Linked DNA regions of Capra hircus: region 2 is linked to region 1. A link is a contact called in public Hi-C data. All regions are on one chromosome and are shown on one strand. The core of a region is the stretch at or near the end of the contact, and the rest is flanking DNA. Distances in the headings are between cores, read along the strand shown. Region 1 overlaps GRK5 (G protein-coupled receptor kinase 5). Region 2 overlaps GRK5 (G protein-coupled receptor kinase 5).

Region 1 (4,008 bases), core at 1,059-3,558:
CACAAATGCTGTTACCCAGAGAGGCTTGCTTGTTCCTGGGTAGATGGGAGCTCTGTGCCCGCCCTCTGGGGGCCAGGCCTGCTGTGAGGTGACCTGACTGTGCTGATGGTTTACGTGGGCTCTCAGTTATCAAATGTCTGTCTCAGCTGGACGTCCCACCCCTCACTCTGCAGATGGAACCTTGAGTCCCCTGCCTCGCAACCTAAGTCGCTCAGGGTCACACAGTAGCAAAGACGAGAGGTGAAGCTGGTTCTTTAAGATCTGGTTTGGAGCTGACGGTGGGTGGGATGGTGAATGCCTTCAGCAGGAGAATGTTTTAAGGTTAATCTTTGTGCCCCCAGGTCTTAGTATGGAGCCTGGCATGCCAGGAGGTCAGTAAGTCTTTGTTGAATGAAGCATAGCAGCCAATATTTATTGAATGTCAGCAACTGTGGTCACCACAAGTCTATGTGATTTCATTGAAGCCTCCCCCAACTCTGGGCAGTTAGGTACTTTTATCCCCTGTGTGCAGGTGGGAAAGCTGAAGTGCAGATGGGGAAAGAAACCTGCCCAACAGCAAATAGCTAATAAATGGAGCTGAGGTTTGGACCCAGGTAGTGGCTCACAGTCACTGTCTAGACCAGCGCCGGCCAGTAGGAAATTCAATTGAGCCTCCTATGAAACTGAAAATGTCTAGTCCCATTAAAAAAAAGTAAAAGAAAAAAAAGTAAGAGAGAAATATCTGAAATTACTTTAATATTTTATTCAGTCCACTATATGCACAAGATTAGTGTTAACATGTCATCTGTATAAATATTCCTAGTAAGATATCTGGCCGGTTTGATTCATGCCGAGTGTTCAAAATCCAATATGTATTTTAAGGTCGGAGTTTGGAGCGGCCGCATATTGGGTGCTCAGTAGCTACCCGCCTCTGGTGGTTTCTGTGTTGGTTGTTGTAGCTCTGGATTGCTCTGCTGGTCAATGAGTGAATATTGGGAGTTGTCATCTGGAGCTGAGGAAGCATGAGTAAGTGATCAAAGGGAATAACAGAGAAGGCATGGCAGGCCTGAGCGTGTGTGCTGGGTTCTAGAAGGCGCCTGCTAGATCTCCCCAGTTGTGTGTGCCAGGCAAAAGCTGCGGCCTCGAAAAGGGATGTCCCCCTCAGGGCTGTCCCTGAAGAAGGAGCATTTCTCCTGCTGTCTGGGATGGGGCCTGGGCACGGCTGTGTGGAGGGCAGACACCCGGAGCTCCTAGCCCCGTGCTGCGGGGAGGCTTTGCTCGTCTGCGTGGGGATCTGGCTCTGAGCTGTGTTGCTTTTGGCCGAAGGCCGTTGCAAAACTCCCCGGAGCTTAGAACAGGTACGATGTGTTCTTCGGGAAAGGTTATGAGGTTTCAGACATAACAGAAGTTCTGAGTATACAAATAGAAGATGTCTATGGGCTGGTGTCAGGAGTGAAGTCATCAAACGCATACATACATCATGGGGTCAGCAGTGGCTGACGCACTTAGGGCCCCTCAGGCTTGGAGGTGACCTGTAGGCGGGGAGACTAGAAATTACAGGCCTGGCGAGGGGGAGGGTGGGTGAGCAGAAGCAGGGACAGTAATGCACTAGTGTTTTCTCAAATGGGCCTTGAATGAAAGGGGTTAAGACGGTCCCTTAAAATGTTTCCTGGATGGTCTGAAGATGCAGTGAGAGGAAGGTGGGTGGGGAGAAAAGGGCTTCCTGAGCTAGCCTCTCCACCCACCCACCCACTGCACCGCCCCCCGCCCCTGCTTCACACCCCCCGGGCAGAGATCAATCTGTGGCCAGTCTCTCGCCCAGACAAGGTTTCTGAAAGGATTGTCAGCGCTGGATTGTTTCAGGCTGGCCTTGGGAAGCGCTCTGTGAGGATGACTTGACTTACGCCACCGTTGTTATTCAGTCGCTCAGTTGTGTCTGAATCTTTGCGATCCCGTGGACTGTAGCACACCAGGCTTCCCTGCCCTTCACCATCTCCTGGCCACTGGAAGTACTTTATACTGAGGACCATCCACTAGCCCAGTAAGAGTTTGACCCCAAGGTCCAGCCAGGAAGATGGATGCTGGACTGAAGCCCTGGTGGGCAACTGAATAGAAAGTCCCCTGTGGCTTGGGGTGGGGGCATGGCTCAGTTCTTAAAATCCTGCCCTGTGATGCAGGAATAGGATGAGGTGGCCTGGGAAAGGGAGTAGGGGTGGGCAAAATATTTTAGCGTTAAAAAAATAGTAACTGACTGATAAGGCCACATGCCCTGAGGCAGAAATAGAGGAGCCTGGAGCTGCTAGGGCTGGGCCAGAGCCAGGGATGAAGGCCATCGTTGTAACAGGCCCTGGGACCCAGTTCAAGTTCTTCAGTTCAGTTCAGTTGCTCAGTCGTGTCTGACTCTTTGCAACCCCATGGACTGCAGCACGCCAGGCCTCCCTGTCCATCACCAATTCCCAGAGTTTACTCAAACTCCTGTCCGTTGAGTCGGTGATGCCATCCAACCACCTCATCCTCTGCTGTCCCCTTCTCCTCCCGCCTTCAAGTTTTTACCTAAGCTTCTTGGCAGAAAGCCCTCGGGCAAGACTGTCCTGTCTGCAAAATGGGACTAATGATACCTATTTTACAGTTGAAATTAGATGCTATGCAGGTAGAAGTAGTTTATAGAGCAAAACACCCCAGAAATCCAGTTGTCTTTGTTTTGTGTGTGTATTTTTTGTTTTATTGTTACTGCATGGCTTGTGGGATCTTACTTCCCCATTCAGGGACTGAACCGGAGGCCATAACAGTGAAAATGATGAGTCTTAACCCCAGGGCCACCAGGGAATTCCCATGTTGGGGGGAGGGGAGTGGTTATTATATTTATTAACCGTACTGTGAATATCTTATTTTATTTATCCTATAGCCTTAAGATATCGTGTTGTCCTTTCAGCTGTCATTTTAAAACTTTTCATTTTGAAAAATTTCAGGTGTACTCAGACACAGAGAGGATGGTATGATGAAGCTCCTGTACCCTTCAGCCAGTTCAACCATCCTTAATATTTCATCAGGGCGATTTTGAAGTCTTCAGGCTGAGTTAATCTGGGTGAATAAATTTCTTTGATTAATCAAGTTCCCCACGTGCTTTAAACCTTTTGAAGTAAAATCTACCCTCTTGGGAAAAAGAGTGTGTTTGTATATTAGGTGTGTTGCCTTAATGCGCTTGCCACAGCCTGTGACTGGCTTTTCAGCCAGGTCTGACGGTGTGGTGGGGACTCCCGCCTGGGGCCTCTGTGGCCCCCTCACCTTTCCTTAAGCCACAAGAGCAAAATCAGCTCTCCCAGGAGTTTGAGGGCCTCTGTGGACTCTGTTTTTCCACTTGCTATAATTTAAAGGGAAAAGGTTGTACTGCAGTCTAAATGATTATTTACAGGAGGAGCTGGGGAGTTTCAGGGGAGCCAGAAAGTCGGTTGTCTCTGATTATTTTAGCCCTCCACTTAGACGGTCACCCATTCCCTTGTCTGGGTGTGGTGGTTTTCTGGGAAAGGTAGGGAGGAGGGGAGTTGAGGGGCGGGGTGGTGAAGGCTGATGGAGTTTCCTTTGATCTGATTCTGCTGTGTGTAATTCAAGCTTCTTAACTTGACCAAATCAACTCTGGGTGGTTGTGAGGGTCAGATGTCAACAGGTCAGATGTCAGCTCCCAGAGACATCCGTGTCTGTCTTACTCACCAATCTGTTCTTTCTGCAGCATATAATAAGTGCTCAATAAATTTATATTGAAGAGCAGGAAGGAGGGGAAGGAAGGAACAAAAAGCTACATCCATCCATCTAGTCATAATTCACTGCAAATCTTTTTTTTTAACTTCTTTTAAAAATGTTGTGTATTATTATTACCATTTTTACTTTTTCTCTTCGTTGCAAGTCTTTCATTTCAGGACTTAGAAATGTCATTAGAAGGCCCCAGGGGAAAAAAAAATGCGTTTCCTCTGGGCTTCGAATACCTTCTCTTTTTCTTCTTGTAGAAATTGTATTCCTATCTCAGACTTAGCT
Region 2 (3,959 bases), core at 888-3,387, 52 kb before region 1:
AGGTGGGTTCTTTACCAGTGAGCTGCCTGGGAAGCTCCTGCACAGACAGTACTTGCTTTCTAAAGAAAATGCAAAGAACAACGCAAAAAACATCAAGAAGGAAGTAAAAATCTCCCTCCTCCCATGTGCCCCTGCTAAACTGTCCTGCCCCTCAGAGATAGTTACTGTCAGCATTAAGGTGGGCATTTCCCCCGATCTCTATGTGTATGCATGTATGAACATACAGATACGTTTGACACCAATGGGATCTGGGTATACACGTGCTTCTGCAGCTGTTTTCAGTCAACAGTAAGTTGTAGTGCCTTCCCATATCTGTGTTTATAGTTTCCCATGAGATGGAAGGGTGTAAGGAAAAATTGTGAAAGACTCTGGAGTGTCGTTTCAATGGAATGCTGGGTGTTTTCTAACAGACCCTTAGGGGTTATCTGGTTGTAAACGGGTCTGTGTCTTTGATTGTTTTGAAGTAGTTTAAATGATGTATTTAACCAAGACATTTACCATAAAGAAGGCACTGGAAAAGACCCTGATGCTGGGAAAGATTGAGGGCAGGAGGAGAAAGGGACGACAGAGGATGAGATGGTTGGATGGCATCACTGACTCAATGGACATGAGTTTGAGCAAACTCCGGGAAATAGTGAAGGACAGGGAAGCCTGGCGTGCTGCAGCCCATGGAGTCAAAGAGTTGGACACGACTTAGCAACCGAACAACAAACAATTTAGGTTTCCCTAAATTTTCAACAGTTTAGGTTTTCCAATTTTTCAATATATTGTAAACAGTGTGGGACTATTCTCCTCACTGGATAACATTATATACTTAGACACTTAGTTGCCTAGCACGTGGTGGTCACTGTCTCATAGGGTCTCCCGCCACCCCATTCTTCACCCCCCTCTTTGGGAAGAATACTGATAATTTCTGAAATGGAGTTAAGTGACCCTAGGGAGGTACAGAGCACAGTTTATAATGAGGAAGAAACATGAGGACATGTGATGCGACATTTTTGAAACCTTTAGGGTTTAACGCCCCCGTGTGAGTGTTCAGTCATGTTTTCTACGGCATTCAAAGCCTCAGTTAGGGAAATAAGTTCGGGCAAAGACTGACTTGGCAACAACTTCGTAATTGCTCCTGGGTTTTGCATGTGTGAATCAGCAGGGAACACAGGCTCAGATAAGGGCCCATATTTCTTTTGCTCTTTTTTTCTTGGCCTCATTGCGAGGCTTGTGGGATCTTGGTATTCCAACCAGAAATCAAACCCGGGCCCCTGGCAGTGGAATTGAGGAGTCCTAACCACTGGTCTGCCAGGGAATTCTCATGTATTTCTCTCCTTGGCTCATCCCCACCAGCCAGATTTGGCAGCCATTATTATTGTTATCTCAGGTTGAGAAAAAGCAAGCTCAGAGAGGTGATGTGATTTTCCAAAGTCACACAGCAAGGACCCACTTCTTCTCATTCCTCTTGGTGCTAGCTCACTGCATCTTTCCCCGTCTTTAAGGACTTCCATGTTTGTTGTATGTTGAGTAACTCTAGGGAGGCATCTGAACTTGAGGTTCAGAGTTCGTTGCTCAGAGGAAGTAGATTTATAACTGTATTTTGGGGAAGGGGGGCACCATTTCCTAATTCTTTCAAAGGTGCTGCTGTTGGCTCCACATATTGTCCTTTGCCTCCTGTCACTTAGCCGGTAGGGCTTTCTCCTCTGTGGACTCCTGCAGGTTCTGCCATGGGTAACTGTTTTGACTGCAGGTTTGCATATGATTTACCTGGGTGAGGGTTCTGTGGGTCCCACCTTGAGACTCCAGGGCGCAAATAAAAACAGTACAGAAGAGAACAAGTCCTGGCCCTGCCCACCCTAGTGTATCTCCTGAGATAAGCTTGGCTCCAGAGCAAAGTCCAAGGTCCTGGGTCCTCAGTATTTTTGTAGCAGTTGGAGGAGAGAGTGGCATTTTCTTCCAGGAAGCATTTGCGGATATATTGGCTCATCTGCCTCGGGGCTCACCGCGCCTGGAAGCCACAGGGGAAGAAGAAAGGCTGTCCCTTAATTGCATGATGTCTTCACAGGGCCGTGGGCTCCCGGTCGTCTGCAGGAAGGAGCTCCGCCACCAGAGCCCGCTCCTCCCTTCCCCAGAGGAAGGGCCTCAGGACCAAAGGAAGCCCCGTGGGCACCCAGGGCAGGGCCAGCATGGAAGCAGCCTTCAGAGTAGGACCCGAGGATGCTCCTCCACGGCAGTTGGACTCTTAATACTGATTCCCAGGCGGCATGAACTCCCCAGGGCCACTCAGGGCTGCGAAGGACCACAACATGGGCGGCTTAGAACCACAGAAGTTTATTGTCTCACAGTTCTGGAGGCCAAAATCAAGTTGTGGGCAGGCCACGTGCCCTCGGAAGGTGCTGGGGAAAGATATTTTCCAGACCTCGCTTCTGGTAGCCTCCAGCGTTCCTAAGCTTGTAGATGACGGTCTGCCTCTGACTGTGTCTCTTCAGGCGGTTTTCACTCTGTACTTGTCTGTCTCTGGGTCCAAACTTCTCCCTTCTATAAGGGCACCAGCCTTACTTTTTTTTAAAACACGCTGATTATATATATTTTTTAGTTAATTTTTATTGACATCAGTCTTACTCGAGGGCCACCCTAGTGATCTCATTTTAACCTAATTACCTCTATAAAGACCCTGTTTCCAAAAGGGTCACATTCTGAGGGTTATGGCTTCCACATATCTTTTTTGGAAGGACGGGGGAGCAGACACAATGTAACCCATAACATCAAGGTCTGCCCACGATATTCTGAATCAGAAGCTCATGGGAAGCACCTGAGAAGCTGTATTTTCGAAACTCCCGAGGATCAGCCAGGTGTGAGGACTACCACCCTGATGGGCCTTAGAGCCTGTAATACAAAGTGAAGTAAGTCAGAAAGAGAAAACAAATATCGTATATTAATGCACGTATGTGGAATCTGGAGAAAGGGTACAGGTGAACCTAGTTCCAGGGCAGGAATAAAGACCAGACACAGAGAACTGAAGTGCAGATATAGGCAGGGAACGGGAGGGTGGGGTGAATTGGGAGACTGGGATTGACATCTATACGGTATCATGTGTAAAATTTAGAGCAATAAAGCGCAGGAAGCTCAGCTCAGTGCCCTTTGATGACCTAGAGGGGTGGGATGGGAGGGACTTCCAGGAGGGAGTGAGTGAAGTCCCTCAGTCGTGTCCAACTCTTTGTGATCCCATGGACAGGAGCCTGCACAGGCTCCTGTCCATGGGAGTTTCTAGGCAAGAGTACTGGAGTGGGTTGCCATTTCCTTCTCCAGGGAATCTTCCCGACTCAGGGATCGAACCCAGGTCTCCCGCATTGTAGACAGACGCGTTACCGTCTGAGCCACCATATATGTATACACATGGCTGATGCACTTCGTTGTACAGCGGAGACTAACATAACAACGTAAACAATTATACTTCAGTAAAAAATAATTAAAAAGTAAAAGTTTTCTGACTTTCTTCAGAGATGATCTTGGAGACTCAGCTCCAATCTGGCTCCCTAGATAGGACCCTCTGCTGTTTCCCTCGCAGTAGGTTTCTCCCCTCTGCTCACATCTTTTAGTATTGGGGAACTCATACCCTCTGTCAAGCTGGATTTTAAAAATACATATATTAGGTAGGCTTTTTGCTTCACCCACTGAACAGCAAACTCCTTGAGAGCAAGGACAAGGGATTTTTCTCTCCTTGTATCTCTCTGGCCTCACCAAATGGTAATGGTCAACTGGTAATGGTAAGTCTGCTGTTCAAGCCCAGAAATGCCTGGTGCAGTGCTGACCCACCGAGTCCTGGTTCTGCTTTGGCAGCACTGGTTAATAGAATCAGTGGGCTGCCCTGCTGAGCGGGCCCTTCTGATGCTGAAACACAGCTGGGATGCCCGCTGTAGAACTGGCATCAGAACGTCAGTCTCTAGAGTCCCAGGTCTCTGCTCTCCTTG

Evidence for each region. Hi-C and Micro-C count contacts between places; a contact is called where the count stands out from the background.
Region 2: a contact with region 1 is called in a Hi-C map of blood, with 2.0 times the contacts expected there. The contact joins two enhancer-like sites. A contact is called at or near these places in 2 of 5 Hi-C or Micro-C datasets (both in blood).

The regions. Positions count from the first base shown.
Region 1 is chr26:12,560,596-12,564,603 of ARS1.2, reverse strand. All of the region lies in intron 1 of GRK5 (G protein-coupled receptor kinase 5), which reads left to right. Among named protein-coding and RNA genes, the nearest start is that of GRK5, 66 kb to the left of the region's middle. Within about 2 kb of position 2,308, at least 3 of the 5 cell types and tissues checked have an H3K27ac peak or open chromatin away from gene starts, as enhancers often do.
Region 2 is chr26:12,612,154-12,616,112 of ARS1.2, reverse strand. All of the region lies in intron 1 of GRK5 (G protein-coupled receptor kinase 5), which reads left to right. Among named protein-coding and RNA genes, the nearest start is that of GRK5, 14 kb to the left of the region's middle. Within about 2 kb of position 2,137, at least 1 of the 5 cell types and tissues checked has an H3K27ac peak or open chromatin away from gene starts, as enhancers often do.